Linked DNA regions of Mus musculus: all the other regions are linked to region 3. The links are chromatin contacts, called in public Hi-C, HiCAR-type, capture Hi-C and promoter capture Hi-C maps. All regions are on one chromosome and are shown on one strand. Each heading gives the region's core, a stretch centred on a gene start, on an enhancer-like site or on the middle of the called end of the contact. The rest is flanking DNA. Distances are from core to core; before and after follow the strand shown.

Region 1 (4,139 bases), core at 612-3,111, 850 kb before region 3:
ATGTTCCCCAGGAAGCTCTGCCTCCCACAAACAACAGTCCCTAACTAGTAACATCCATATTCCTATTGACTGAACACTCTCAGTGAAAGTCAGGGACGTGGCCTCATGGCCATGTCTAGTGCCTGACAGTGTGTGAACAAGTCATGTGAGGGTCCACATTGACCCAGATAAAACCTAAGCCTTTCCAGGGAAGCCGGGGCTGTTTGCTGATCAAGAGGGGCAGGCAGTGAAGAGACCTGGTACTTGGGCCAGCAGGAAGGAATGAACAAAGACAGGAGGGAGCCTTTAGAGCTTCCTACCTCACACACAGAGCCAGAGCCTCCAAGACCCCTCCCTCCCTCTCCTTGTAGTCAAACGCAATTATACCTGCATACCACACAGTTCAGAAGCTCCAGAGAGCTGAAGAACTGAATACAAGCCCTGGCCACCACCCCTTCCTGCCCAGCATAGCCTCCTCTCCATGCCTAACAACTCACAGTCCTGCCAACTCAGACCTTCTCTTCCTGACTCTGTATTTTCTTGGAATGGGCCCAGAGCAGAGCAGACCCTATACCTCTTGGGGGCAATTAATCAGACAGGAGTCAGGATGACCCATGATTCCTCCTCCCAGTCTATGTCCTCATCTGTAAAAGAGGAATACTAAGGCCAGACTTAATGTTGCTCAATAGTAAGTCCAGCTCCTGGGATGCTGGAACAAGAAGACTGCTTGGAGCTACAAAACAGCCGAAAGTGGGAGGAGGGGTAGTTTATGGGTACAGATCCATAAACAGCCAAATACAATGGTCCATACCTAATAATCCCTGTGCTGGGGAGCCTAAGGCACAAGTTGAAAACAGCAGTCCAGCCTGTGTTATATAGTAAGTCCCTGTCTCAAAAAAAGGGGAACTAGTGCCTGCCTTTAATCCCAGTACTTGGGAGGTGGATCTCTAGGAGTTCAAGCCCAGCCTAGTCTATATAGCAAGTTGCAGACAGCCAGAGCTATAAAGTGAGACCCTGTTTGGAAAAAAAAAAAAAAAATCAAAACATAATAAAAACCTAAAAACAGAAACAAAAACAAACAAACCAAAAAAACCTTGAAACAGTTAAGACCTATTCTCATACAGAGTGGATGGTCAGTAGTGGCCAGTGGTCACAATCGGGCCTCCTCGTCCTGCCCGGGACAGGTTCCTGGCCAAGATTGGGGTTCACAGGGGAAATACACTCCAGGGCTCTTCCTTCCATTCTCTGAGGCAGGAATACAAGGAAAAACTGAAGCTCTGGGTGCTGAAAGAACAGCCACAGAACTGCAGCCTCAGGGCTGAAGGTTTCGGGAAGGCATACCTGCTGCAAGAAGGTACCGGGTGACCAGCCCTGCGTGGTGAGAGGTCAAAATCAGAAACAAAAGCCTTCCAGCCCACATTGAGCTGAAGGACGGCTTGGAGGTGACTTAGGGACAGCGCAGGAATAAGGGAGGAAGCTGAGCAGAACACAGGAGAAGGCACCCATGTGGCGGTCCCCTCTGCACGCACAGAGGGCCGATTCTCTCCACTCTACCCACGCTAAAGCCAAACACGCGTGCTGGGGGAGTGTCAACGACCGATGGGCGGCGCAGCCAATAGTGAGGCGATGCCAGCGCGTGGAGGCGGGATCAAAAGCGGTGTAGAAACGGGGGTTCACTCACCGGAGACTTGGACCCGGGTATGGGCCGGAGCCGGAGCGGCCTCTAGGCCTGTTCTGAGACCAAAGAGGAGCCGCAGCACCAGGCCCAGGGCCACTGCCCGCCCAGCTCCGCCCCGCGCCATCCAACAGCTAGCCGAACTGCTCCGCTCCAGCCGCAGCCGCTCAGTCAGAAGGACGCGCTGATTCTCGCGCACGCGCACACAAAGGCAGGGGGGAGTGGCGCAAGCAAGCCTGCGACCGTAAGTACCCGAATACAAGGGTACTTTGATTTTAGGGCTCCTCCTGGCTTCTTCCTAGCAGTAAAACCTAATGTGTTTGGTGACCTAGGCCTGTAACTCCCAGATATTCTACAGGCTGAGGAAGAACAAAGCCAACCTAGGCTATTAAAGGAGACCCTACCTCAGAATAAAAAACAGGAATTCGGGGAGTAGTTCAGTAGTAGAGCACTTGCCTAGTAGTATTCAGGAGGCTCTAGGTTTAATCCCCAGTTCCATGAAAATAACCACATTAACTTGAAATAATAAACTTCTGCTGAACAGTGGTGGTGTACGCCTTAAATCCCAGCACTTGGGAGGCAAAGACAGGCAGATTTCTGAGTTCCAGGCCAGCCTGGTCTACCGAGTAAGTTCCAGGACACCGGGGGCTACAAAGAGAAACCCTGTCTCAAAAAACCAAAAATAAAAATAAACCTTCTAGGGATATAAATGAACTTAGCAATTTTGACCTAAACTTCACATGTAGCCTACTGCAAATATCACTGCCCAATGGTCCCAATGAATATGGCAGCCACACCCTGTGAACACTCCCCAGCAGGTCCCTCCTTTGTGCCACCTAAGGATTTTACTTATTTTAGCTTTATTGTCTTGATTGCCCCCTAGAATGCCAGCTGCAGGCGAACCAGGATGTTGGTTTCCTTTGATGAATGGCGAAAATAGTGAGGGAATGATGGAATGATCAAATGAGTGAACAGTTACTGGCTTCGAACCTGGACTGACCATCTCCTTGGTTCCCATCCCAACCTCATTAACTTCTAGTTCTCACACACTTGAGAAACATTTATTCTAACATGGGCCTGGTAGATTGATACTACAATTGTATTAATTGTAATTGATACAGATTGGCAGCCTTGGGTTTTCTCATCCCACTTCCACAGTTGAATGCATTGAGTCAGCTTATCCAATGTGGCTAGTGATGTTGTGGTTTCTGCTGGTCTGAGGTAACCCAAGCTGGCCTGAAACTAGTGATCCTCTCTCTTGCTTTGGCCTCCGAAGTATTGGGGATATAGTCATGTACCAGCTTAGTGTTTTATTCTTCACATTACGTTTTCCATAGCTCTACCTTAAGATTCCACGACACTGGCCGGGCGTGGAGGCGCATGCCTTTAATCCCAGCACTCGGGAGGCAGAGGCAGGTGGATTTCTGAGTTCAAGGCCAGCCTGGTCTACAAAGTGAGTTCCAGGACAGCAGGGCTACACAGAGAAACCCTGTCTCGAAAAACCAAAAAGAAAAAAAAAAAAAAAAAAAAAAAAAGAATCTATGACACTACCTCCCAACAAGGCTGGAAGGCAAGTCACTAACCTTCAAATGGCTAAGTTTCCCAGAATGTAGACCAGAAGGCTACATAGAAGTCCAGACTTTCACACAAATGGTGCTGCTTGTGGATGGATGGCCTCTCTACCACCGTAAATGTTAGAGGTTATGACTACTTTTGGAGTGTACTGTGTAAGCCTCACCAATTTCTGGAGAAGGCAATGGTATTCAGGCAGAGAGGGATGCAGACAGAGGTAAGTAAGACAGCCCAGGGGAGGGTGGGGATCATCCTACATTTTTTTTTCCTCTTTTTTTTTTTTTATTATGTATTTTCCTCAATTACATTTCCAATGCTATCCCAAAAGTCCCCCCCTCCCCCCACCCATTCCCATTTTTTTTTTAAATTAGGTATTTTCCTCGTTTACATTTTCAATGCTATCCCAAAGGTCCCCCATACCCACCCCCCAGATCATCCTACTTTTGAGGATCAGGATCTTGGTAGGGTGCTACCTGCCCCTGGGACACGGCCATCAGGCATAGGCCTCCATGAGTGCAGAGCTTAAGGCTTGTTTGTATAACTATGTATATTACATTCCTCCTTCAAGGAATGTCCTCCCTGTTAAAGTTAATAACTCCATGATAATCAGAGACAGCAAGAGTGCAGGAGGCCAAGGTGTGGCTAATGTCTCAGCAAAATGGTAAACATTAGGATCTTAGGAACAGCTTAGGCCTGTGAGAAAGAACTTTAAAAAAAGAGTTCAAAAATATTTAATTTCTCAAAAAATAAGGATGCAATATGAATTATATGAGCTTCACTAATCTAAAGGAACAAAAGCAGTTGTGCTGGGAGCCGACTTGTCAGAAAGATACTCGGGAGATAAAGAGACGTGGGGAGTGGTGATCAAAGGATAGCCCACCCAGCTAAGTTTGTTTGTTTGTTTGTTTATGCT
Region 2 (4,187 bases), core at 1,539-4,038, 930 kb before region 3:
ATTATTTTCTCTCTTTTTAGAAGATTTTAAATGGTTTCTTTTAGGTGCACTGGTGTTTTGCCTGTGTGTATGTCTGTGAGAGTGCCAGCTCCCCTGAGACTGGAGTTACAGCGGTGAGCTGTCATGTAGGTGCTGTGAAGTGAACCCAGACCCTCTGGGTGATCAGCCAGTCCTCTTAACTGATGTGCCATCTACCCAACCCCCACCCCCACCCCCATTTTCATGATTTTCATATCAAGCAGAAGTGACCTGAAAGTGATCTGATGGGGAAGACAGGCCATAGTAACTTGATTTTACCCCAAGTCTATGCGAAGTAGTCTTCTGAGAGTCAGCTCTGGTCCAGAGCACTCTAGGACTCAGATAAGGGCCTAGAGAGGCTACTCAGCACTTTAAACCACAGACTGCACTTCTGAGGACCCAAGGTCGGTTCCCACGCCACATGGCTCACAACCAGCCGTAACCCAGCCCCAGAGGATCCAACAAGCTCTTTTGGATTCCCTGGGCAGCTGCACTCACACGCATATACCCATACACACACACACACACACATACAAAACTAACTCTGCAAATAACTAATACAGTCACTGAGGCACACACACCTGCCCTGCAGAAGCCACATGGGATTATCTTTGACAGATCTGAGAAGCACGGTGAGTCGACATCTGATCACCCGTCACTGAGCACGCAGGGCCACCCCATACACTGTGATTCCCAAGCCCAAGCTTTCAGTAGGTTCTTTGCTAGTTATCTGGAGGTCGATCTGGGGACCTCAGGGTCCTAACTTTTTCTTGGTGCTAATAACATTTATTGGACCAGCACATAGCTGCACAGGGCCTTGCTTCAATGCCACAAATAAAAGTAGCTGGCAAAATAGATCCTACTTCTTACAGTTGGAAAAAAACGACCCATAGGGCAAAAGGTAGCCAACACCATCCCACATGAAGACCAGCAGTGTGAGGGCAGGTGGTTTCAAGAGAACTACTGTCCCCACAAAGGGCCTGCACAGGGTGGAGCTAAGAGTAGAGGTGCCAGTGGAGTTTCAGACTGTCCCCATTTGGAGACTTCAAATGATGAAGGCAAAGGACTGAGTTCGGTGAGAATATTTGCATAAAAGCACCAGAAATGGGGAAAGCCAATGACGATTCTATCTACCTGTTAGGTGGTGTCCAGAGAGAAAAGCAAACATTCAGGACATTCAAGACAGATCTACCCCATAGAGTGCCCCTTCCCCTGTCCAGCACAGCAAAGTGGTGGGTGGATCTCTGGGAACTCAAGCGGCAGAACCGCACCTGTGCACAAGCCACCGTTCTGCCCACTAGAGGCCACTGTTGAGGCACTAAAGACCGTGGCCGAGAGCCTTGGCAAGAGGTTCCTTGCTGGGCTGACTGTCCCTAGTCTCTAGTGCGCTTTGAAGAGACTCAAAGTGTGATTTTTGAAACCTAGGATGGGTGCAGAAAAAATTTGGGTTTCGGGACGCCTAACCTTATGAGTTTCTCAAACTCTGGGATCTGGAAACCGACACCATGACCGCCTCTGCAAAGTCCCGCCCCCAAACCACAGTAGGTTTCAATTTTACTCTCAGCCTACAATGAAGGGTGAAGATAAAATCTAACCAACTCCCTTCCCTTAACAAAAGAATATATACTGATCCCCAGTTGAAGAAATGACCCATTCAAACCTCTTGGCGAGTCGCCGAACTGGCCCATCTAGATCCTTAAAAACTACCCATCCATCTCGCGCGCCTCTCGGCGGCTACCTGTTGCCATGGTGATGACGACAGGCTCCCGCAGAGGCTCCGGCTGTGGTCGCAGCAGGCTGGAGAGGCTGAAGAGAGTGCTGGATACGCTGACCAGCAGCCAATCCCCGTCCAGGGCCCGCGGGCAGTTCTGCTCCGGACTCAGACTTCTAGCCCACTTCGCCGAGGCAGGGAACGGGATGAAGCGGCTCATCTCGCAGTGTGGGGCGGAGGCGCCTGCGGGGTACCGCCTGAAGGCGGCCAGGAGCATTCCCGCCGGGTCTGCAGAACCGAAAAGGGTGTAACGGTAGCCCGGACTGGAAATGTGCTGACTACACACAGGCCGGAAGGCACAAACTAGCAAAGTAGTGAACGACTTAGAGAGCATCCAAACGTATTTACAAAAGGGAAAACTGAGGCCCAGCGTCCCTGCGTGAGCTAAGAGGAGGCGACAGATGCAGGTAAGTCCCGAAGACTCACCATCCACCTTGAAGTATAGCTTTGGGTCAAGATCTGGCCGGGGCGGCGGTCCCCTGGGTCCATGGCGCAGTAGCAGTGTGGCAGGTTTCTTAGACAGGCCACCCCCACCTGCATCCTCCACGAACCAGCACTCGATCGCCTCTGGTCCAGCCGAGACGACGGAGACGACGGTCGCTAGGCCTGGGGAGAGGGGCTCCGGTGACCAGAGGGCCATAGGATGTCCGGCGACCGGCGACCGGCCCGCCCCTTCAGACCCGCCATGGGACCTCCTCCCTCTCCTTCCCAGTGTGTCTATTCCTAAACAAGAAGAAATGGGGTCTGCTCACCCAGTGCCACAGCGACGAGCAGGAGCAGAGGCTTCATGGTGCTACGATCTCTCCTACCAAGTCTTTTCTTCCCCTTTCACTTTCATTTTCCTTCTAAGGCTGGGGTGAGGAACTGGAAATTCCCCGATCTGGTCAGGTGAGGGCGTGACTGCGCGTTGGAGGAACGCCGCCCACAGGGGCCAAACAGAGTTGCCGAAACCCTGTCTGTAGCTCTCCAGCCACTCCTCGCCCTGCACCCACCCCCTTGGCTCACCGGACTGCGCCAACTTTGAGCCCTTTATCAGCCTAGACTCCGCCCTCCTGCTGTGCCCTCTCCGCGCCACCTCCCTTAAAACCACACTCCCGCGTTCCCAGACCTGTGCCAGGTCCCAGCAAACAGAGGGGTGTTGGGAAGCCAAGTGAAGTGACCAATAAATATTTTAATCACCGTTAAAAATTAAGACCTATACTACGCGGCTCCCACCTTGTGTCCACCCACTTTCATGACAACCCAATTTGGGATCCCCATGGCAAGGGTGGGGTAGTACAGAAATAAGGGGCGTATCCTTCAAGAGGAGAAAGGACAATCGTTAAGACTCAAAGGCCTTGTCCCACAACACAAACACAGACTTCAGGCACAAACTAGCACAACCTGACTGTTGGCTCTGTGACTCTAGGATGCTCAAAAGGTCCCTTTTCCATTCCCCCACCTTGTTGGCACTACTCCGTGAAGGTGGGGCTCTGGTGTGCTCAGGGGAAAAGCAAAAACACAGCTTAGTTCCAGAGATCTCGAGGAAGGGGCTGAGGAATGGAACGGGCTGGCGACGGTGCAACCCACGCCCTTCTCTAGAATATATACAAGTCCACCGAGGTAAGGGAAGACTGTTTGGTGGGGGAAACCCCGGGAGCCATTGCTCTTAGACTAAGCTCCCCAATTGCCTGCTCTTCAGTGTGCTGCACCTCCACCCCCACTGAAATCCATCTCCACTTTGTGCACGCTGGGTGGGGACCAGACACGCCTATGGGACGGGGGCGTGGCCGAATTTGCCTCATCGCCACTGCCCCCACCCACTGTGGAAGACTCCCTCTTGGGTTGCAATGCTGGCCCAGAAGGTGTCCCGGGTCCAGGTCCAGGACCCGGTCCAGATCCGACCCCACCCACACCCATCCGGTGCCGACGCTCACAGTGTCCCCGGTGACGCATGAAACTGTCCCGCCACATGAACTTCTTGGCGCAGACACTGCATTCGTACGGCTTGAGGCCCGTGTGTGTCTTCATGTGCTCGGTCAGGTGGTGTTTCATCTTGAACTTTTTGTTGCACACGGGGCAGTCAAAGGGTCGCAGGTTGAGATGCATATTCACGTGCCGGTCCCGCATGCTCTTATGTGAGAAAGCCTTCCCACAGTGGCACAGAAAGATCTTATTCCCGTCGCTGTTGCCTGTCCCTCCAGGAGCCCCACCAGAGCCACTTGGTATGCCCAGCCCCACCGCAGAGGTGCCCCCGAGGGTCACTGCCCCGTGCTCAGCTGTGTTCCCTGGTGGCTGGCCTGGAGCCTGTGAAGAGGAGGATGGGAAAACCAAGATCTGGTTGCCCGGCACATCCAATGGAAGGAGGGGTCGTGGAGGGTGGGTGAGGGCATAGGAGGAAGGGGTGGGTCCTCCGGGG
Region 3 (4,002 bases), core at 887-3,386:
ACAGGAATCATTTTTTAAAATGTTACTACACTCAAAACTCAAACTCAAAAAATGTTTTCTTTGAAGCAAAGTTGTTTTTTACTAAGAATACATTTTTTTTGTTGTTGTTGTTTTGATTTTTGAGAGGGGCTTCAGTAGCCTAGGGTCGATGAAGATAACCTTGAACTCCTGATCTTCTAGCCCTGCCTCCTAAAGTCTGGGATTGCAGGCCAAGCGAGGCATATCCACTTGCTTTCAAACTCTGGATGTCACCTAACACCCCCTCTTGATAGAAGGCAAGCATCTCGTGCGTGCACTGCTCGTCGGATCTCTGGATGATCTGAGATAAAAGCTGGATAAGGCACAGCTTCTCGCTCTGCAGAGCTTTGCCATCTAAACTCCCAGGAAGACATTTGTCAAGGATCTCAGTTTAGGACTTTGTTTGGCTATAAAAGTATGTAGAACCTCTTTAATGATGGGACACATTATCCACAAAAACTTGGGTTGCTTCAGGGCAGATGTCACTCATTTTTAGCTCAGAATAAGCCGTCTCATTACTTCCTCCAAGGCAGCATTCTGAACTTGGGCTTACCCAAAAGTCAGAGAAGTGATCGGCAACATTCTTAAGTAGCCGGTGTCTCTCTGCCACGTGCAAGAAGTTTCAGAGCTTTAGTCCATTGTTAGAGTGGGCAGCATGGTGGCACGCAGGCAGACACAGTGCTGGAGAGGTAGCTGAGAACTCTACATGCAGATACACAGGCAGCAGGAAAAGTCAAAAACAGTTTCAACCATTTCAAGGAAAAAAATAAATGGTGCCTTTGTGTCAGGCTGATCATCCCCGACTTTCTTGATGGTCAGAGATTACTATCTACATAGAACAAGTAGTTGAAGGCAAAAACACCAAAGATTTAATATTTCTTCCAAGAACTGTATTCCAATTAAAGACTAATTGACGAACTCTCCTAATTCTTTCTGTTCGGAGAAACCCACCAAGGAAAACCAAATTACAGCTACATGAATCCCTTCCCTCAGGCTTTCCCCCCATTTTTCCATATTTCCACTTTTAACTATTTTGACCAGCATTATTATTCAAAAGAGAGCTCAAAAGCGAGGTTGAAATAGATTTCCAATGGAGAAAAATGCCCTCTACACAACAAGGAGCCTTTGCCTAACATAAATAAAGCCTCGGGTTCAACTGGCCCTACTGTAAGGAGACAGTTGTCTGAATCCACGCATCTCAAGGACAGCTTCACTATCCTGCTGACAGAAACAAACTGAGTCCGTGTTCCCAGGCCCAGGAACCAGCTCCTTTGCCCCTCATCATTTTGAGTTACTCACCAAATGTCCAGGATGAGGCCTGACCACCAAGATTCTGAGAAAAAAGCCTTGAAACCAGGTGGCCCAGGGGAGGCTTCATCACCAATGATTCCTTTACCCCTTTCCTGTGACAAGCCGCAGGAGTCATCAAAATCACATTGGCGACTCCCTTGCCCAACCCCTTATGTCAAAATACGGCTGGACAACGCTACAGCCCACTCACTCCACTCCCCTTTGCTCTGAGGTCTCATCCGAAATATGCTGTGCAATTTTCCTTCCGGGACGGGGTCTATGCTATTGTCCCTGACCGGTCAGGTTTTTCTGCTTAATTAAAATAAAGATCTTGCTTTGCTGGACTCTTGTGCCTGCTTGTGTTTTGTTTTGGGGGGACCCCCAACAGCTGAAAAAAATAAAGAAAACGAAAGAAAAACACACCGTGATCACGGAGGAAAACTACAGCAGGGCAAACGAAAGTGCAAGGGCAGAAAGACCCGCAACAGCGCTCACACACCCTCTGTCGTTCAAAACGCAGTTTGCGTTCAGCATCACCAATCTACCAGCGCTGCAAATTCTGCAGAGGTGTAAGTTCGAGGCATGGACCCACACTGAAAGGACTGGCATGAAACCCGTTTCGTAGTGAAGGGACAGAACTGGACCCTGGTCTCCTGGCAGTGTCACAGATCTGCCATCCTCGAAGCCAGGAGCCCGTGACACACTCACCATTCTCTGCTTTTGATGCATACTGTGTCCTCTCCAAGGAGCCTGAAATTAGAAGAAGTGACAGTAACCGAAGAAGAGTTGACACGACTCTTCCCGCAGCTGCACCGGCTTCAAGATGGTAGCAAGTGAGGAACCCTTCGATTATCTGCGCTTCTTATTGGACAGGGGAATAACAGCGCCGTTGATTGGTGAATAACTCCCCCTGCCTCCTACGAGCTTAATTAAAAAGAAATCAGCCTTTCTGAGTACCGCTGCAGCTAAAATCACAGTTGTCACTCATGACCCTTTTAGCTTGCTCTTCACTAGAACAAACCTGGCGCAACCTGAAGTTTTGTGGCATTTAAGGAAACATTCAGCAGGATTCTTAGTGCATGCGTTTTCCAACTACACACCCTATCCCCTAAAGAACTAATGCTACAGCTTTACAGTGGAGCCTCTAGTGTCAGTACCCCAAGGAGAAAACCCAAGACTTTTCCTTAGGAAGAGTCCCTATGTCAATCTGGGGGCATAGGGAAAAAAAGAGGACCTGACATGCAAGCTCAAGATTTGGGGAGGTTAAGCTAAAGCTTTCGCAAACCTTGTGTTTCAATATACCCGTTTTCTGCCAAGAAAATTAAAACATATCAACAATGAATTCAACTATAAATTGTCTGGAGAAAAATGGAATTGCACACCCGAAGTTTTCTACAAAGGATTCAACAGGTCTGAAAAGCAGCCTTTGGACGTCAGCCAAAAAGGTTTCTTTGCCCAAGGAAATCCTCTATATTCAGGAATGTAAAATGGTCTCAGCCTCCCAGATCAACACTGATTTTGGACCAAGAGCTTCACAGTGGATCTGTTAGGTTCGGGGAGAAGCCAAGAAAATTGATTTCAAAGACAGCAGCTTAAAATGAAAGTTTTATTCTCTGAGTACACAGAGAGGTAGCCAGCTCGGGATCTCTACTGCATACCTGAAGGGAAATAGTATAGCATATTAAAGGATGAAACCACAAGTTCAGGGGGAAGCCGGGTGGGCTGTAGCATTGTCCACTCATATTTTTTTTTAAAGATTTATTTATTACATGTAAGTACATTGTAGCTGTCTTCAGACATTCCAGAAGAGGGCGCCAGATCTCCTTACGGATGGTTGTGAGCCACCATGCGGTTGCTGGGAATTGAACTCAGGATCTTCAGAAGAGCAGTCAGTGCTCTTAACCGCTGAGCCATCTCTCCAGCCCGTCCACTCATATTTTGACACAATGGGTTGAACAAAGGAGTTTCCATTGTGGCTCTGCCCCTGACTGGGAGCAGTCAGTCAGGAAGGTGATGCACATTGGCGACTGGGCCTTATCTGGGGCCACCCAGTTTCAATGTCCTTGAAATCCTGGACATTTGGCCTGTAACTCAAAATGATAAGGGTGCAAAGGGGTGGGCAAGCTGCATGTAATCAGTTAGGTCATGACAGGCAATCAGTGTATAGATTTATGGCGTGTGTACCTTAGTTTCCTTAACAGGCAACTTCTTTTTTTTTTTTTTTTTTTATATATTCTTTACTGGTTATCAGACAAGCAAGAAGCATGTGAAACAACAGAATCAGAGTTGGTTCCTGGGCCTGGGAACATGAACTCAGTTTGACCCAACCAGTAAGATGGAGAAGTTGTCCTTAAGACTACTGGACTCAGACAACTGTCTCCTTACAGGTCATAATGAGCCAGAGACACCGAACATTCACTCTGGAAGCTCTCCATGTCTTCCACTACTTTCTCTACCAGGAGACTGACCTTCCAATGCCTTAATAGTCACAAGGGGGAAAGTGTCATCCACACTCAAGTTATGGGTTTTGCCTTTGGTTTAGATTTTTCAAGACAGGGTTTTTATATGCAGCCTTGCCTGTCATGGAACTCACTTTGTAGACCAGGCTGGCTCGAACTCAGAGATCTGCCTGCCTCTGCCTCCCAAGTGCTGGGATTAAAGGCATGTGCTACCACTGCGTAGGTTAGGCCTGAT
Region 4 (4,258 bases), core at 439-2,938, 820 kb before region 3:
TTCTGGAATGCTAGGATTTCAGGTATGTACCACTACGCCCAAATGAATGCTTTTTTTTTTTTTTTTTTTTTTTTGCCCTCAGCCCCACTGACAGAAGCTAGGTGAGTTTTAAGCTACACCACTAACCCCTTTTTAATTTTTTTTTTTTACATTTTATTTATTTTATGTAGGAGGTGGAAGGGTGGGTGGGTGCAAGGATGCCATGGGGTGAGAGTGGAGGGCAGAGGGCAGCTCTATAGAGTCAGTTCTCTCCTTACACGAGTAAATCCCAGGGATGCAACAAGGATGTCATTCCCTGATCAAGTACCTTTACTGGCCAATCCATCTCACTGACCCCTTTACTCAATTGTTTAAACAGGCGTTGAACTCACTCTGCAGCTCTCAGGCAGGCCTTCAACTTTCTTTTCTTTTTTTTTTTTTTTTCTTCGAGACAGCGTTTCTCTTTATAGCCCTGGCTGTCCTGGAACTCACTTTGTAGACCAGGCTGCCCTCGAACTCAGAAATCTGCCTGCCTCTGCCTGTGCTGGGATTAAAGGCATGCGCCACCACGCCCGGCGCCTTCAACTTTTAATCATCCTACCTGGACCTCTCAGGTAACTAGGATAATAGGCGCTTTTGGAAAGATTCCCTTTTGCTCCCCTAGAAACTGCAGGGAACCCAGGCCACATATCACCCTCCCAGCTCACAGCTGTCAGTTCCAGCCTTGGGAGTAAGGAGTGTGGTGGGGCAAGCCAACATTAGACTGCTACACAAGCCAATGCCTCCCGGAGTAGGGCGTGTAGCTGCCCTCATATCTCCCACACTGCCTGGCTATCAAAGTTAAATCCGGATCCCCTGCCTGAGACCCCCTCATTAGGCTGTCAGAGCTGAAGCCACACGCCCCCACACCCAGCCCTGGGACTATTTCGGGACACAGAGCTGCGATCAGTCTAGAGAGCTGTGATCAGGAGAGCTGTCATCAGGAAACCTGAAGGACAGGACACAGAGCATGCATACCCGAGGTCCTGAAGAAGTTATGTCTTACTGATAAGGCTCTAGGTGGGAGCCCTTCATGTTGGGATAGGATTCTCAAACGCAGGATGGGGGAAAGAGCTAGATGATGGCAGGACAAGGGGTCCTTGAATCATCACACACACACACACACACACACACCTCCCCAAACATACAGAACCAAGTCCGCTTAGAAAAGACAGGGCAGTTTCCTACAGGAAAAACCGCTGGGCGGTTCCATCCGCTGCTATTGTCAGTAGGTCCGGGGAGTGGGGGACATCCGTTCCTCCCTCCAACACCGTTTCCGTACCATCCGCCCACTCCACCCCACTGCAAGAAACCCATTCCCAGGTCTTCAAGCCAACTCTGGGGAAGGGTCCCCTAAGGCATCTAGGAGACTAAAATGCGCACAAGTTCCTCTGGTTAGGTCCTGGATGGCCATGTGGTGGCGATCTGCCTAATAATCTAGGGTCCCCCCTCTCCGGTCGGCTTTAAACCACCTGAGGCTCCCAATGTCCAAATGGTCACCATTACAGGACACGGCGCCCACCCCGTTGCAACGCACAGAACCCATAGAAGGGGGCTAAAAGCATCACACCCCTCCCGGACACTTGGGTCCACTGTTCCCCTCCAGGACTCGCGTGGTTGACTTTACCTGAATGAGAAGCCCCGGCAGCGCCCGCACCGCACCCGAGCCCGCCCCCTCGAAGCTCCGCACGGGTTATCAAGGCTTTCACCCCTAACTGACGGCTTTTTCAGCCAACCAGAGCACGAATCTAACCGAACTATCCAATTGTAAGACAGAGTGAGCCATCTGGGCGGGGGCAGGGTGGGGACCCGCCTGAGGGCGGGCCTACAGTAGAATCTGAGAAGATCAGAGCAGGGCAGTGGGATGCTGCTCAGCCAGCTACCTCTAAATCCTGCCTGGTTCAGGAGTAAGAAAAGAGGTTTCATTCACAGGACAGTAGGGAGCTACAGGAAAAATCTAAGCAAACTATTCTAATGGGATTTATATAACGAGTTTAATTCCTACTGTCTTGTTGAAGTCGTAAGAGCCTGGATCTTGTCCACCGCAGGAACTTTGCATATATTGTGCCACTTTAAGAAATATTATCTGGGGGCTGGTGAGATGGCTCAGTGGGTAAGAGCACCCGACTGCTCTTCCGAAGGTCCGGAGTTCAAATCCCAGCAACCACATGGTGGCTCACAACCATCTGTAACAAGATCTGATGCCCTCTTCTGGAGTGTCTGAAGACAGCTACAGTGTACTTACATATAATAAATAAATAAATCTTTAAAAAAAAAAAAAAAAAAAAAGAAATATTATCTATATGTGATACTTTCCTATATTTCTAAGTGTTCAATCTATGTGCCCCTGAAATCTATGTGCCACAAGAAAACAAAACAAAAAACAAACAGAATCCTTAGCACAGCCTTTCCCTAGTCATTATCATTGCCATAGCAATGGTTTATTAACTAAATAGCAATTTTCATTAGTAGAAAGGCAAGGTTACTATCATCACCCCTACTAGACATTTTAGGATCAGGAAACTTTTTATCCACTGCCTCAGGCATACACTAGTTACTTAATAAATGTCTGCTCTACTGGAGATATCTAACTCAATGGTACAGAACTTGTCTAGCGCACCTATCACAATAGATAGGTAGGAAGACAGACAGACAGAGACAGATAGACAGATGAAAATAATGTAAATATAATAGACACATACAGGTGTACTTATAAACATACTGAGATTATAGATCAAAAAATTGTCACAGAAATAAATTAAAATTACATTTGTGAAGGTCAGTGAGATGACTTAGCATGTAAAGGTTCTTGCTGCCAAACTTGACGATCTGTGTTTCATCCCTAGGACCATGTAATGCAAAGAAAGACCCAACTCCTACAAGTTGTCTTCAGATCTCCATAGTGTGCTATATACATCAACCTATGCACATACATACCATATATCAATAAAACTTTTTAGCTGGGCAGTGGTGGTGCACACCTTTAATCCCAGCACTTGGGAGGCAGAGACAGGCAGATTTCTGAGTTTGAGACCAGCCTGGACCACAGAGTGAGTTCCAGGACAGCCAGTGCTATACAGAGAAACCCTGTCTAGAAGAAAGAAAAAAAAAAAGTTTTAAAAGTACATTTAACAACAACAACAACAGAAAAAGCAGAGGCAGGTGGATTTCTGAGTTCCAGGACAGCCTGAGCTATACAGAGAAACTCTGTCTAGAAGAAAGAAAAAAAAAAAAGTTTTAAAAGTACATTTAACAACAACAACAAAAAAAGCAGAGGCAGGTGGATTTCTGAGTTCGAGGCCAGCCTGGTCTACAGAGTGAGTTCCAGGACAACCAGGGCTACACAGAGAAACCCTGTCTCGAAAAAAAAAAAAAAAAAAAAGTACATTTAAACATTTAACTTTAACCCATTTGGAGTTATGATCTGATCAAAAGCTACTACAATTTGCTTGTTTGTTTTTTCCTCCTAACATAACTAGCTGATTTTGTGTCAGGCAAGGGAATCACTGAGATCTCTGCGCCTTGTTCAAGCCAAGGTTCTGTGAAGGAGTAATGAGTACTCTGAAAAAGAGATGCAAGACCCTCATCTGTACTGAATGGAGAATTTAGGGTTTAGGGGAAACGTTGTGGAAGGCAGCTTTCAAGGTGACACTTAAAAGGAGGATACTCCAGGCAAAGATAAGAAGTATAAAACTCCCTCACTGGGACCTTGAACTAGATATGTCAGCAAGAAATAAGTTGGCGGGATACCAGGGAGGTTTGTTTGTTCCCAGTTTTGGGCAAGGGGTTGGGTTTTTAGTTTGTTTTAGTTTTTGTGGGAACTAAAAGGGGTAGGTGAAGCGGGGAAGGGAGGATAGCCCACGTCCGGCCAGAGTTCCTCCTTTGCTCTGGGCAGGCAGACGCGGGAGGACTGCCAGACGCTTTCCACTGGGCCCCAGATGGGCATCTAAGCCACTGACCCCACTCTACGGGTGGTAGACAAGGGGCAGCCCCGACCAGGGCCCCAGGACAACACCCTGTAGCCCCGGGGTTATGGGAGAGAGGGCTGAGAGAGAGAGGTTCCCACACAGGCAAGAGTCTGCACAGCCTTGATGAACAGAGACAGTCCATGGTTTTAGAGCTTTATTGTAGAAAGGCAGGGGGAAAGAGAGAAGGTAGAAAGAGAGAGAGAGAGACTGGCCATGGCCAAGAGGAGAGAAGGGGAAAGGGAGAGAGAGAAGAAAGGCTAGAGAGGAAGAGG
Region 5 (4,225 bases), core at 1,412-3,911, 790 kb before region 3:
TCATTTATATTGCTTATGTGCATGCCACAGAAAACTGTTGAGGTCAGAGGATAATTTTGGGGAGTCCTTTCTCTCCTTCCAACATATGGGTTCATGAACTGTAGTCAGATCATCAGACTTGGAAGCAAGCATCTTTACCCACTGAGTCATATGACCAGCCCTAATTTTGTTTTGTTTTAATTTATTTATTATTATACATAAGTACATTGTGTAGCTGTCTTTAGACGCACCAGAAGAGGGCATCAGATTTTGTTACGGGTGGTTGTGAGCCACCATGTAGTTACTGGGATTTGAACTCAGGACCTTTGGAAGAGCAGTCAGTGCTCTTGCCTGCTGAGCCATCTCACCAGCCCTATTTTGTTTCTCTTACAGGTGGACCTTCTTGCTACTATCCTCTAAGTGCTAAGATGACAGGCATGCACCACCACACCCATCTTGGTGGTTTTTCTCTGGAGGCAAGAAGACTTGGACAAGGAGATGGCACATGGACTAGCATGGAATGGCTATGAGCTGTGCCCAAAGGCTGATGTTTGGAGAGAACAGATGGTGGATGTATGAATTCATCCCTTGTTGAGGGTTTTCTGCCTACTCTTCCTGTCTGCCTGTCACTGCTGCTGGGATCAGCCTGGCAAAAGGCCCAGCTGGTCAAGTGTACAAGCAGTGGCCTGCATGTCAGCCTTGAGGCATGCAGTTTCAGATTCCAGAGGTTTGCTGCTGGCTCCCAGCCCTGCTGACTCAACTTGGGGGTTTTTCAGTCAATTTGCCCTAAGGGTCTTCTTGTCAGACAGGTTTTCTGTGCCAGGCTTCAGGGGAACTGTCAGAAAAAGGAACACCAATGCAAACTTGTTGAATAAAAACTTAACCAGGCAGCATAAACAAGGAAAGCTGTCTGCCCCACCCCAGTCCTCTTTTGTCTCTGCCTTGTCCCTCTCCCCTGCTCAAAGGTAGGATTTATACACAAACTAAAAAACTCAGTACAGGATCTAGGCTGTATGGAATGAGTGAATGAATGGATGGGTGTGGAAGGGAAATCTTTGCTGATGTTCTCTAGATTGTTTGCTTTTTAAATTTTTTTTAAAAAAGATGTATTTATTTTATTTATATGAGTACATTGTAGCTGTCTTCAGACACACCGGAAGAGGGTATCAGATCCTATTACAGATGGTTGTAAGCCACCATGTGGTTGCTGGGAATTAACTCAGGACCTTTGGAAGAGCAGTCAGTACTCTTAACTGCTGAACCATCTCTCCAGCCTGCTTTTTAAATGTTTAAATGACTGTTTTAAATTGTGTGCATGTGTGTGAGTGCCTGAGGAGGTCAAAGTCACCATAGCTCCTGGAGCTGGAATTATAGGTGACTGTGAGCTGTTGGACTTAGATCCCCTGCAAAAGATGTAAATGCTCTTAACTGGTAAGATAGATTTCCAGTTCCTCCTGGCTTTTTTAGTTGTTGTTGTTGTTGTTTTGTGACAAGGTCTTCTTCCTGGATGGCCTGGAACTTCACTATGTAGACCAGGCTGACCTCAAACTCACAGAGCTTCCTCCAATTGCTTCTTGCTCTGCAGTGCTGGGAGTTAAAGTATGCATAACTATGAATTGTTTTTGTTTTGTTTTGAAACAAGGTCTTGCTGTTTCAGCGTTGACTGGTCTGTAACTTACTATGTAGAGCAGGCTAGCTTGTAGCTTGTACTATTCCCCTGTGTCCTGCGTGATGGGTTTACAGGTGCGTGCCACCAGTTTTGTTGTTGCTGTTGTTGTTTGGAGACCTGGCTCAGAGTAGCCCAGGCTCTCTTAAACTCACTTGTGTAGCTCAAGATGAATTCCACACTCTTCTGCTCCATGCCCCAAGAGCTGGGATGACAGGTCTGTCCTCAGACACTGATCCTCCTTTAACGCAGGTAAATTCCTGGACACCAAGACCCCTGGTGGTGGAGGACAGGCAACAGGAGGAAGCCTAGGGTTGCAATCTCTACAATGTAGACAGAAATCCCAGCTATTGACTATTTGGCCAGGAAGAGGTGACTAATTGAACAAGGGTGTTAGTGATCCTCACAAACACATCTGCAATGACGAATGCTTGAGCTGGAAAGAGCGTGGGAGCCAGAAAGGTGGTGGAAGTGAGAGTGGGGGCAGGGGTTCCGCCTGGTCTGTGGATTAAAGATCTCAGGAAGCCTCTAAGAGGCAGAGAGCAAGGTTCTGTAATCCCCCACTTGCCATCTGAACTCAGCCTACCAGGGAGAGAACTTTCTGCCACGTAACTCTGCCCTACTTTGCTTTTGACTTGAGAAGGGGTCAGTCAAGAAGGCATCCACGTAGCGGGAAGGGGAAAAAAAAAAAAGAAGGCATCTACGTCCTGATTTGTACGCCCTTTCCTCCATTGAACCGGGCTGGGATGCGGGCTAGGGCTGGGAATTTCCGGCCTTAGGATGAACCATGCAGTGCACAGACAGTCACGTCGCTTATTAGGTCGCAAGGAAGGCGAAGCAGCCATCCCCAAGAACTCTTCATACACACACACACACACACACACACACACACACACACACACGCCACACACACACACTCGTAACTACAAAGCCTGTGGCATTGCACCCTAAAACTTGGCCACTCGCTCCGCCCCCGGGCCCCGCCTCCAATGCTCTCCCTCCCACTCCCACACCCGCTTTATAAAGTGGGGCTTTAGGTGCAACCGTGAAACGCTTATGAGCTACGGGCTCCAGATCTTCTTCTGCACCAGAGCAAGTCTAAGTCTGAGCCGGCTCCCCCAGAACTCCAGCTGCTGGGTCTTGAACTCCTGCGTTCCGGAGTCCTAGCGTTGCTGCACCCAAGGCCACCCCCAGAATCATGCGCTGCGCTCCGACAGCAGGCGCTGCCCTGGTGCTATGCGCGGCTACTGCGGGGCTTTTGAGCGCGCAAGGGCGCCCTGCACAGCCAGAGCCACCGCGCTTTGCATCCTGGGACGAGATGAACTTGCTGGCTCACGGGCTGCTACAGCTCGGCCATGGGCTGCGCGAACACGTGGAGCGCACCCGTGGGCAGCTGGGCGCGCTGGAGCGCCGCATGGCTGCCTGTGGTAACGCTTGTCAGGGGCCCAAGGGAAAAGATGCACCCTTCAAAGACTCCGAGGATAGAGTCCCTGAAGGCCAGACTCCTGAGACTCTGCAGAGTTTGCAGGTAGGCGCATCTACTAGGACTCTGACTCTACTTAGACTAACGAGTCTAGTACTCCAGGACCTGGGTGGAGAAGGGCCTCAGAGCAGACTGTGAAAGGGTAGAAGGGAGGGTGAATAAGAGGAGGTTGCCGACATAAAGCCAGGTCTTCACTAGCCTTGCATATCTTCAGACTCAGCTCAAGGCTCAAAACAGCAAGATCCAGCAATTGTTCCAGAAGGTGGCCCAGCAGCAGAGATACCTATCAAAGCAGAATCTGAGAATACAGAATCTTCAGAGCCAGGTAATTACCCCAGCAATTGGCCCAAATGGGAAAGAGGAAACAAAGTGGGGGTGAAATGTAGTGATGAAATGTGGCTAAGCAGTTGTTATGGCATGAGTCAAAAGATCTAACCACCCGTTTCCTGCCCGGTCTTAGATAGACCTCTTGGCCCCCACGCACCTAGACAATGGAGTAGACAAGACTTCGAGGGGAAAGAGGCTTCCCAAGATGACCCAGCTCATTGGCTTGACTCCCAACGCCACCCACTTACACAGTGAGTATCTCTGGTCTTTGCTGTCATCTGGCAACTCCCCAACCACCCCACTTGCCATTCCAATCCTTAGCCTTCTTGTCAGGTCCACCTTAATAGGAAAGAAAGAGATTCTGGCCTTGGGTTCCTGTGGGCTCACTAGGCTCTCATCAAGGGTATTTTTATATATTGCACCCTCTTCACTTATGATCCTGCTTGGCCAGACCACCCCACCATTCTTTCCCAGCAAGAATCTTCCCAAAATCTTATTAGCCGTTAACCAGAACAAGTAGAGGAAGGCAGATCATAAGGAGCTAAAGTTTCAGGGGTTCTGGGAGATGGTGGTGTAGCTCAGGGACATCATGCAAAGGAATCCAGGGCTGTGTGTGGATGTGTGTGCGTTCCCGAGGTTTGGAACCCTCCAACATCTCTTGATGTAACTATAAAAGGGAAAACCAGAGTAAGCACACCCCCACCCCGGCTCCTAGACTAGACACATCCTCTTACATCTTACAGATACAGATCCTTTGTCCTGTATGCTTC
Region 6 (3,811 bases), core at 361-2,860, 730 kb before region 3:
GTTGGAACTGAACAAAAGTGATTCTACATTGTTTCTTATATGTTCATATTCTGTGGGCAAATTAAAAAAAATGTTACTAAAGCCGGGCGTGGTGACTCATGCCAGGCATGCCCACACTTAGAACTTGGAAGCGGGATTTCCAGGTCATCCTTGTCTGTATATCCACTTCAAAGCCACACTGGGCTTTAGGAAACCCTCTATCAAAAACCCAACCCAAACCAAACCAAATCAGCATCACCATAACCACCACCACCACCATGAAGCTTAAGGTGTGGCTCAGTGGTGGAGCACCTACCTAATGTATCAGGCTGCTGGCTCCATCACAGGCATTGTAAGAATAATAATTCATACTAATAACGTGGGGCTGTGGTGGCATATGCCTATAATCTTACGCTTGTGAGGGTGAGGCAGGACCTGGGCTACACAGTAAGACCTGTCTCTAACAAATAAGCAAACACAATGATTAAAAACCGCTAATGTTTGTCTCACAATATTTATATTAGTTAATGTGTCCCCAGGGTCTTGCACATGCCTGGACCATAATAATGCTTCCTACAGAATTTTGATCTTTTTGGTTTTCCTTCATATGGTTGGCCTTGCTTTCTGTGTAGTTGAGGGTGACCTTGAACTTCCTGGGTGCTGGGATTATAGGCATGTATGACCAAGCCCAGGGCTTTGTGTATGCTAGGCAAGTACTGCTAAGTGTTCTCTCACTGAAACCAGTGCTAGATTGGCAGACAGCAAACCCCAGCCATCTTCCTGTTTACACCATCTACAGCACTGAGGTTACAGGAGTTCGAGGCCCTATTCAGCTCTTTTATGTGGATGCTGGGGATTTTAACTCAGATCCTCATGTTTGCCATGCAAGAGCTCTTGCCCGCTGATCTATCTCAACAGCTCTTTCTACCATCTGTTGCTCCATTTTTTGAATGTATGTCTTGCTTGAATAATTGATGAGTAAATGATGATGGCTTTAGTTTCCTCCACAGAACTCTAACCCCTTTGGGCGGATTTCCTTCTGCAAAATGTGATCATAGCCACCCTAGGATTGGTAAGTGTGATAAAAATGTAGCTCAGTTCACACTGTTTGTGCCTAGCACGGAAGAAAAACTTCATTCCATTCTAGCTCCCGATAGAACTGGGAAGGTGGAGGCCAGAGGATCAGAGAGGTTATCCTTGGCTACAGAGTGAGTACGAGGTTAGCCTGATCTACATTAAAACTGTCTTTAAAAAACACAACAAACAAACAAACAAACAAACAAACAAACAAACAAACGGGGGCCGGGGGGAGCGGAGAAGAAGGCGGAAAGAAGTTATTTGGCAAGTGTGAAGTTGTTTACTTAAGCTCGCCTTTGTTCTGCTCCAGGCTCTGGCAGCAAGTCTACAGCCAGAGATTGGGATGGGGGAGGAGCTGGGATGAGGCGGGGTCCATTTTGGGGGTGGAGCCAGAACGCAGCAGGGGCGGAGTCAGAAGCTGCGGCGCCGCGGGGCCTGGACCGCCCAGGACGTCCCGTATTTTGAAGGCCCCACCTTCTTGGGCGGGGCGTGTATGCTGATTGGCAGATGATACTCAGAGGCAGTCTTCATTGGTTCGCCGTGCTGTCTGCTCGGCGGGCGGTGCCCGGACGCAGGTGCTCGCCGGAGCCGGAGCAAGCCGCTGCTGACGGGCCGGGCCGGGCCGGGACCCGGGCCAGGGAGAACCGAGGGGCCTGCGCGGTCGCCCGGCCCGGCCGCGGAACAGGTAGGCACGGAACAGCGAATGGGCCTGACCCGAGTATGTAGGCAGGTTTCCCAGGTTCCGGGTTCGAGCCTCCGGCTGAGTACTCGAGCGGGACAGATAGGGCGCTACCCTTGGCCTTACTTAGCCCTGCTCAGGACGCAGGCACCTCAATTATCATTTCAAGGTTGGTGAGAGGTCTCCGAGCCTCGCCACGCAGGAGAAACCTCTGTGAGCCTCGGTTTCCCCATCTAGGAAAAGTGGGTCATCTCGGAGCCAACATGATTTAGGAAATGGCTGATGAGAAAAGCGCCTGGCATACAGTAGGAGGTCAATAAGTGACTAATGTCACTCTGAAACCCTCTTCATAACGGTTCTGTTTGGGTGATTATTAACATTATAAAGAGTTGGGGCGCTTCACAAAAAGCTACTCAGTGCACTGTACTGAAAATGTTGTTTTTCAAACAGTAGTCAGGGACTGCCAAGATAGCTCAGCTGGTCAAGGTGCTTGTTGTCTGAGTTCAGTCTTGAGGTCTCATATGGTGAAAGAAAAACTGACAACAGAAAGTTGTCATTTGGACTCCATAGACACACCCTTGCATGAATATACACCACATACATATGCAAAAATACAAGCAAAATAAATATAATTGAAAACACTTTTTTTGTTTTGTTTTGTTTTTCGAGACAGGGTTTCTCTGTATAGCCCTGGCTGTCCTGGAACTCACTTTGTAGACCAGGCTAGCCTCGAACTCAGAAATCCGCCTGCCTCTGCCTCCCGAGTGCCAGGATTAAAGGTGTGCGCCACCATGCCTGGGGAAAACACTTTTAAAAAAACTCTGTAGTCAGAATTAATGTGGTTAGTGGGAAACATACTAGGTAGAAGTATTAAAAGTAATTCCTTTCATCTAAATGAGTAAATTGAAGTTCAGGGAAGTTAAAGCTGTTGCCCAAGGCCATACAGCAAATAGGAAGTAGAGCTTCTGGGATTAGAACTTAGTTTCTGGACTGGGGGTCTAGCTCAGTACTTGCCTAGCATGCACTAGGCCCTTGTTTTATCTCAGTACTGCCAAGAAAAACAACACACACACACACACACACACACACACACCCTAAAGTAAGAAAGAGATGGATGAGGCCCAGAAAAGCAAATTAACTTGAATCAAGACATACAGTATCAGTGACAGAGGCAGAATAAAGTGCCTAGGGCATGGAGCATGGTGGTACAGGCCTGTTAGGTCAGGTGCTCTGGAGGCTGAGGCAGGAAGACTTCAAGGTTCCGCTGGGTTATTTAGTGTAACTTTGGTATTGTTTAGTTCTTTTATTTTTGAGGTCTTACTCTGTAGCCTTGGCTGTCCTGGAACTCCTTACGGAGAACAGGCTGACTTAGAGATTGGATTGCCTCTGCCTTCCAGGTGCTGGGACTAAGCTTGTGTGCCACCATACCATTTTTTTTTTAAATGTATGTGTGCCTCTGTGAATTTATGTGTATTATGTAAGAGCCCTCAGAGGTCAGAAGAAAGTGCTGGATTCCCCAGAACTGGAGTCACAGGCAGTTGTGAGCTACCACATGGGTACTGGGAACCAAACCTGGGTCTCTGCAAGGGCAGTAAATAGTCTTAACTGCTGGCCCATTTCTCTAGCCCACAATTGTGTTTTTAACATTTATCCATTTGTTTGGTTTTGTGTATGTGTGAGTTTGTGAGCCCTCACCCATGGTAGCATATGTAGCGCTCAGAAGACAGCTTTGGGAGTTAGTTCCTCCTACTGGTTGGGTTCTGAGGATTAAACTCAAGTCATCAGAGTTGGTGGTGGCATGTACCTTTTCCCACGGAACCATCTTACCAGACTTTAAACACAAAGAAAGAAAGAGTAAAAGAGAGAAAGAAGGAAATCTCTGGAAGCTGTTCTTGGTGGCACATGTCTATAGTCAGCCCAGGCTCTCAGGAGAATGAGGCAAATGAGGCAGGATGCCTGCTGCAGGTTTGGGTACAACCAGAATCACATAGCCATAAGGTTTATACCATCCTAGGTGGAAAAAAAAAGTGTGGACTGTAGCTTAGTGACAGAGTTTTTACTTAACGTATTTGAGGG
Region 7 (3,862 bases), core at 1,133-3,632, 690 kb before region 3:
CAAATCTGAGCTTGTTTCATATCTCTCCTCTTCTCTGGGGAAGAAGTTATTACCTTGATTTCTAAAGGTGGGAAGACAGAGGCTCAACATATGAAGACCTTTATCTGAAGTTCTACATCTTTAGGAGCTGGGGATGCCCCAGTGTTAAGCTTTGTGCCCTACCCTCTGGCAGACTCAGGAGAGATGTAGAATATGGCTGTGGTAATAACAGCTTCAGTTGCTCCTCATTCTCTTTTGTTTAGTTGGCCCTGGAATAATATAAATAGACTATTCTCAAATTTGTGGTACTCCTCTAGTGCCTGCCTCTGGAGCACTGAGATTACAGGTATGTGCCACCATGCCGGGCCAGCTCACTTTTGAGTTCTTGTTGCATGCTGAATTATGTAACAGCCCAGGGCTCTTGGCATTTTCCTGCATTGTATGCGCAGGACAGCCCTAAAAGGTGGTTTCTGGAGAGCATTTTGCTTACTTACTGGGTTTTTTTTTGTTTTTGTTTTTGAGACAGGGTTTCTCTGTGTAGCCCTGGCTGTCCTGGAACTTACTCTGTAAATTAGGCTGGCCTCAAAGTCACAGAGATCCACCTACTCTGACCCCCAAGTGCTGGAATTAAAGGTGTGTACTACTACTGTCTGGCAGGAGTCTTTCATTAACCCTACTTCCAGATGAGCAAATTGAGCCTCAGAAAAGCAGTCTCATCATCCCAGTGGGTCCAGTACAGTCTGGTCTTCCCTGTTGTTTTCTGCACCCATCTCTTGCCTAGTACACAGGCTCATGCATGGTAGTATCTTGCTGCCCTGACTGGAAACTCAAGGGGAAGTCAATTTTTCAGAAAGTAAAGACTCAGAGGCTGGAATCTGGCCCATAGGAAGAGCAGGTTGGGAGACTTCGTGACTGGAACAATATGATTGAGGAACAGAGCTGATGTGATCAGGCCTTGGGTGACTGGTGAACTGATATCCATAAAAAAAAAATTTATGTAAAAACACACAAGCATCTTCACTCTTCTGGCCTACCAAGCTTGGTACCTATTTCTCATCATAACTTTGGAATGTAGGGTCCCAGGAAATGGTGTCAGGGTGGTGCCGTAAGGAGAGATAGAATAGGAGGGAGGGAGGGGAAAGAAGGGGAAAAGAGGAGTCGGAAAAGGGTGGGAGGGAGGTTTCTGTTATACATCTCTTCTAATGCTTTGAATTACATGGAGAGTTTTAGTTTGATATTAACCTGTCAAGAATTCTGCATGCAGGGTTGGCTCTGTCTTAGTGGGTAAAGATGTTTGCTGCCAAGTTTGACAACCTAAATTTGATTACTGGAAAGAGAAAATCAATTCCCACATGCCAGCCATGGCATGCTCAAAGCCTGTATTCAATCATTCCCCCTCCATCCCCCCCCCAATAAAAATAATTCCTGCCAACATAATTTTTATATTTTTTCTCCATTTAAGGAAAGCTGATCTCTCCTTGACATGCCACGGACATTGTCAAAGCAGTTGTGGTTACTTGCACAAGATAGAACCTCATCATGTTGGGGTGGGGGAGCCTTGGGAGGCTTCACCCTTCCCTGAAGATCTATTGGTAGTAGATGCTGGAGGAAAGAGGTGTCATTTTCCTCAGTGTTGTAGCCACCTATTTAGTTGCCCCAATAAATCAACCCCTAATCTATGCTCTTGCAAGCAAACCCAACTCAGTAGGTCATAAAACAAAGACAAGGAGGTACATGGAGGAACTTGTTGGAAAGAAGGTACAGTGGAAATGCGGGAAATAAAAGGGCAATGGTAGGTGAATATGATAAAAGAACAGTATAGGGTCAGGGATTGAAGTTGATAGACTGCTAGCATGTTCAAATCACTGGGTTCAATTCCTAGCACTGATTAGCCTGGTTCCTCTGGCCTATCATTCTAGCACTCAAGAGGTGTAGGCGGCAGCTCAGACATTCAAGGCCAGTATTGGCTAGAAACTGTCTCAACAACAACAGCAAAACCCCAAGCAAGCGCAAAATACATGATATACATATATGAAGTTGCTGAAAAAAGAAAAAGAAAGAAAAGGCCAGGCGTGGTGGTGCTTGCCTTTATTTCCTGCACTTGGTAGGTAGGGAGAGGCTGGAGGGCTACATAGTGAGACCCTGCCTCAAAAAAGAAAGCTAATGAGTAAAACAAAACGGAAAAATATAAAGTAAGCTGGACCGACTAGGTCCGTATGTGCGCTCGTATTGTAAGTTCGAATGAGCGACACATATCTCTCCCCCTGTCCCACAACCCAACTGTATCTGCGGACATCGGGAAGTGAGGCCTGCCACTGGAGGAGGCGTGGCCTGACGTCCAGGGGGCGTGACCCGAGGCGAGCAGGAAGCGGGAGCCGGTCGCCGCACAAGGAGGCGTTACTGGTCGTTCGGGGTCACGTGAGCGCGCAGGCGCAGCTCGACAGAGCCCGCTCCCTCACACAAAGCCCAGACGCGGAGAAAATGGCGGCAGGGGTCGAAGCGGCAGCCGAAGTGGCGGCGACAGAACCCAAAATGGAGGAAGAGAGCGGCGCGCCCTGCGTGCCGAGCGGCAACGGAGCTCCGGGCCCGAAGGGGTGAGTAGTCTAACAGCAATTGATCCTTCTCTAACTCCAGCCAGGTTACTTCGCAGCTCCGTTAGGTCTGTGGGCCGCTTTCTCTTCTCCCACGGCGGCGCGGCGTCTGCGCAGGCCTTTTCCCTGCCGAGAGTTGGGGGCGGCCAAGGCTGTGACGACGACGAAGCCAGGAGAGCCTAATGGATCGCCCCCTGCCGACAGCGCTTGCCTCCGCTGCCTCAGCCTCCTGGCTGTCTGAGCGCGTCGTCGAGGCCTCAGGCCTGTGGCCTGGTATTTTATTCTCAGAGCAGTGATGGCGCGCGGGCTGCGGGAGATCAGGGCCCGCAGCACCTCTCACTGGGGTCTCGAGGGTTGAACCATTAAGACTGTGTAGTTTCAACCCTTCAGCATACAATCCATAGTAGTGGAAGTATTCTGTCTCAGTTTCTCAGATCTGAGAAGTTAGGGGCGGGAGGCTTGCGCGTGCGAGGTGTCACGTGTACGGTCGGCGGCGCGACCCGGAAGGTGTCGACATGACTCTTGTTGCGGGGTTCCGAGACACCGGTGTTACCCTCATTCTGCAAGAAGTGCTTCTTCCATTAGAATGGCCCCGGACCCGGGCTCCTGGGCTGGAGTTCTTTCCCCTCTTTATAGTCCTACTTCCTAAAGTGCAGTTGGTACCAATGGGAGAAATGGTCTTTGCTTGCTCAGTGTTCATCCTTAGCAACAGACCTAAAGTGTTCGGGTAGAGGCACCACTTCGGGGTTTCAGAAATTAAAATAGACAGACGTCATCATCCCTTTTTTGGAATCCTGCTTGGAGATCTGTCTAGGGACCTTGATTCGTTATTATAAGTGTCCTAGCATGGCCTGAGGAGTCCCAGCCTTTTGGGAGGAGTGGGAAGCTGCAGGATCCAGAGTGCAAAGTGTGGCCAGACTATATAGAGTGAGTTCAGTCTAGGTTGCCATTTAGTCATTGGGAAATTGAGCTAGACCCTAACTCTCAAAAAGAGGGATGAAAACATAGCAATAACCTGGCACTCCAAAGTCCCTAGATTCGATTCCTAATATCAGACCACAGGGTGGTCTTTCTGAGCCCTAAAAAGTTTTCTTCAAGGAGGAAACCATAAGATTCTGCTCCTGTGAAACTCTCCTCATACTGATATACTAATATATCAGCTTGAGGAGGTCTGGAGAAACATTTTGGTTCTAAAATCAGCAGCCCATGTCTCTGAATTTTTGTTTTCCATCAAATGTATAAGGTGGGAAGTTTTAGGACTCTGGGAGTTGAGAGTACTTAAAACACTTGTT

Evidence for each region. Promoter capture Hi-C pulls out the DNA fragments that hold promoters and counts their contacts. A called contact is a pair of places that touch in the nucleus more often than the background predicts. HiCAR-type assays count read pairs that join an accessible place to other places. Capture Hi-C pulls out chosen DNA fragments and counts their contacts.
Region 1: a HiCAR-type map of astrocytes shows a contact between it and region 3, with 3 times the contacts expected there. The contact joins the promoter of Cd320 here to the promoter of Zfp952 in region 3. A contact is called at or near these places in 5 of 39 promoter capture datasets (the C10 cell line, cranial neural crest, hippocampal neurons and 1 more) and 2 of 115 datasets of contacts at active chromatin or transcription factors (astrocytes and pro-B cells).
Region 2: a contact with region 3 is called in a Hi-C map of B cells, with 9 read pairs. The contact joins the promoter of Tapbp here to the promoter of Zfp952 in region 3. A contact is called at or near these places in 3 of 39 promoter capture datasets (cranial neural crest, embryonic stem cells and pre-B cells), 2 of 484 Hi-C or Micro-C datasets (B cells and embryonic stem cells) and 2 of 115 datasets of contacts at active chromatin or transcription factors (embryonic stem cells and stem cell-derived neural progenitor cells).
Region 4: a contact with region 3 is called in a capture Hi-C map of embryonic stem cells, with 3 times the contacts expected there. The contact joins the promoter of Kank3 here to the promoter of Zfp952 in region 3. A contact is called at or near these places in 5 of 39 promoter capture datasets (embryonic stem cells, hippocampal neurons, pre-B cells and 2 more), 1 of 15 datasets of contacts at CTCF or cohesin (pro-B cells), 6 of 115 datasets of contacts at active chromatin or transcription factors (the 230-238 cell line, embryonic limb bud, embryonic stem cells and 2 more) and 1 of 9 other capture datasets (embryonic stem cells).
Region 5: a promoter capture Hi-C map of embryonic stem cells shows a contact between it and region 3, with 3 times the contacts expected there. The contact joins the promoter of Angptl4 here to the promoter of Zfp952 in region 3. A contact is called at or near these places in 6 of 39 promoter capture datasets (cranial neural crest, embryonic stem cells, hippocampal neurons and 3 more) and 4 of 115 datasets of contacts at active chromatin or transcription factors (the 230-238 cell line, astrocytes, large pre-B cells and 1 more).
Region 6: a contact with region 3 is called in a promoter capture Hi-C map of second pharyngeal arch cranial neural crest. The contact joins the promoter of Marchf2 here to the promoter of Zfp952 in region 3. A contact is called at or near these places in 12 of 39 promoter capture datasets (the 3T3-L1 cell line, the HPC-7 cell line, cranial neural crest and 8 more) and 1 of 115 datasets of contacts at active chromatin or transcription factors (large pre-B cells).
Region 7: a contact with region 3 is called in a promoter capture Hi-C map of the SN4741 cell line, with 4 times the contacts expected there. The contact joins the promoter of Hnrnpm here to the promoter of Zfp952 in region 3. A contact is called at or near these places in 10 of 39 promoter capture datasets (the 3T3-L1 cell line, 3T3-L1-derived adipocytes, the C10 cell line and 5 more), 1 of 484 Hi-C or Micro-C datasets (B cells) and 4 of 115 datasets of contacts at active chromatin or transcription factors (T-cell acute lymphoblastic leukemia, embryonic forebrain, large pre-B cells and 1 more).

Annotation. Positions count from the first base shown.
Region 1 is chr17:33,840,813-33,844,951 of GRCm38.p6, reverse strand. Cd320 (CD320 antigen) reads right to left here and starts at 1,861. Exons shown (of 5, transcript NM_019421.3): 1 at 1,661-1,861. The coding sequence starts at 1,781.
Region 2 is chr17:33,918,079-33,922,265 of GRCm38.p6, reverse strand. Tapbp (TAP binding protein) reads right to left here and starts at 2,788. Exons shown (of 8, transcript NM_009318.2): 1 at 2,542-2,788; 2 at 2,216-2,395; 3 at 1,757-2,017. The coding sequence starts at 2,578. Zbtb22 (zinc finger and BTB domain containing 22) reads right to left here. Exons shown (of 2, transcript NM_020625.3): 2 at 2,941-4,187. The coding sequence ends at 3,467. It overlaps Gm19412 (predicted gene, 19412), which reads left to right and starts at 1,770. Exons shown (of 2, transcript NR_168019.1): 1 at 1,770-2,196; 2 at 2,640-2,977.
Region 3 is chr17:32,991,273-32,995,274 of GRCm38.p6, reverse strand. It overlaps Zfp952 (zinc finger protein 952), which reads right to left and starts at 2,136. Exons shown (of 4, transcript NM_001045559.1): 1 at 2,017-2,136. The coding sequence starts at 2,037.
Region 4 is chr17:33,807,953-33,812,210 of GRCm38.p6, reverse strand. It overlaps Kank3 (KN motif and ankyrin repeat domains 3), which reads right to left and starts at 1,688. Exons shown (of 11, transcript NM_030697.3): 1 at 1,646-1,688.
Region 5 is chr17:33,780,011-33,784,235 of GRCm38.p6, reverse strand. It overlaps Angptl4 (angiopoietin-like 4), which reads left to right and starts at 2,661. Exons shown (of 7, transcript NM_020581.2): 1 at 2,661-3,173; 2 at 3,343-3,453; 3 at 3,589-3,706. The coding sequence starts at 2,844.
Region 6 is chr17:33,716,476-33,720,286 of GRCm38.p6, reverse strand. It overlaps Marchf2 (membrane associated ring-CH-type finger 2), which reads left to right and starts at 1,610. Exons shown (of 5, transcript NM_001252480.1): 1 at 1,610-1,741.
Region 7 is chr17:33,683,978-33,687,839 of GRCm38.p6, reverse strand. It overlaps Hnrnpm (heterogeneous nuclear ribonucleoprotein M), which reads left to right and starts at 2,382. Exons shown (of 16, transcript NM_029804.3): 1 at 2,382-2,573. The coding sequence starts at 2,461. It also overlaps a transcript of Marchf2 not described here.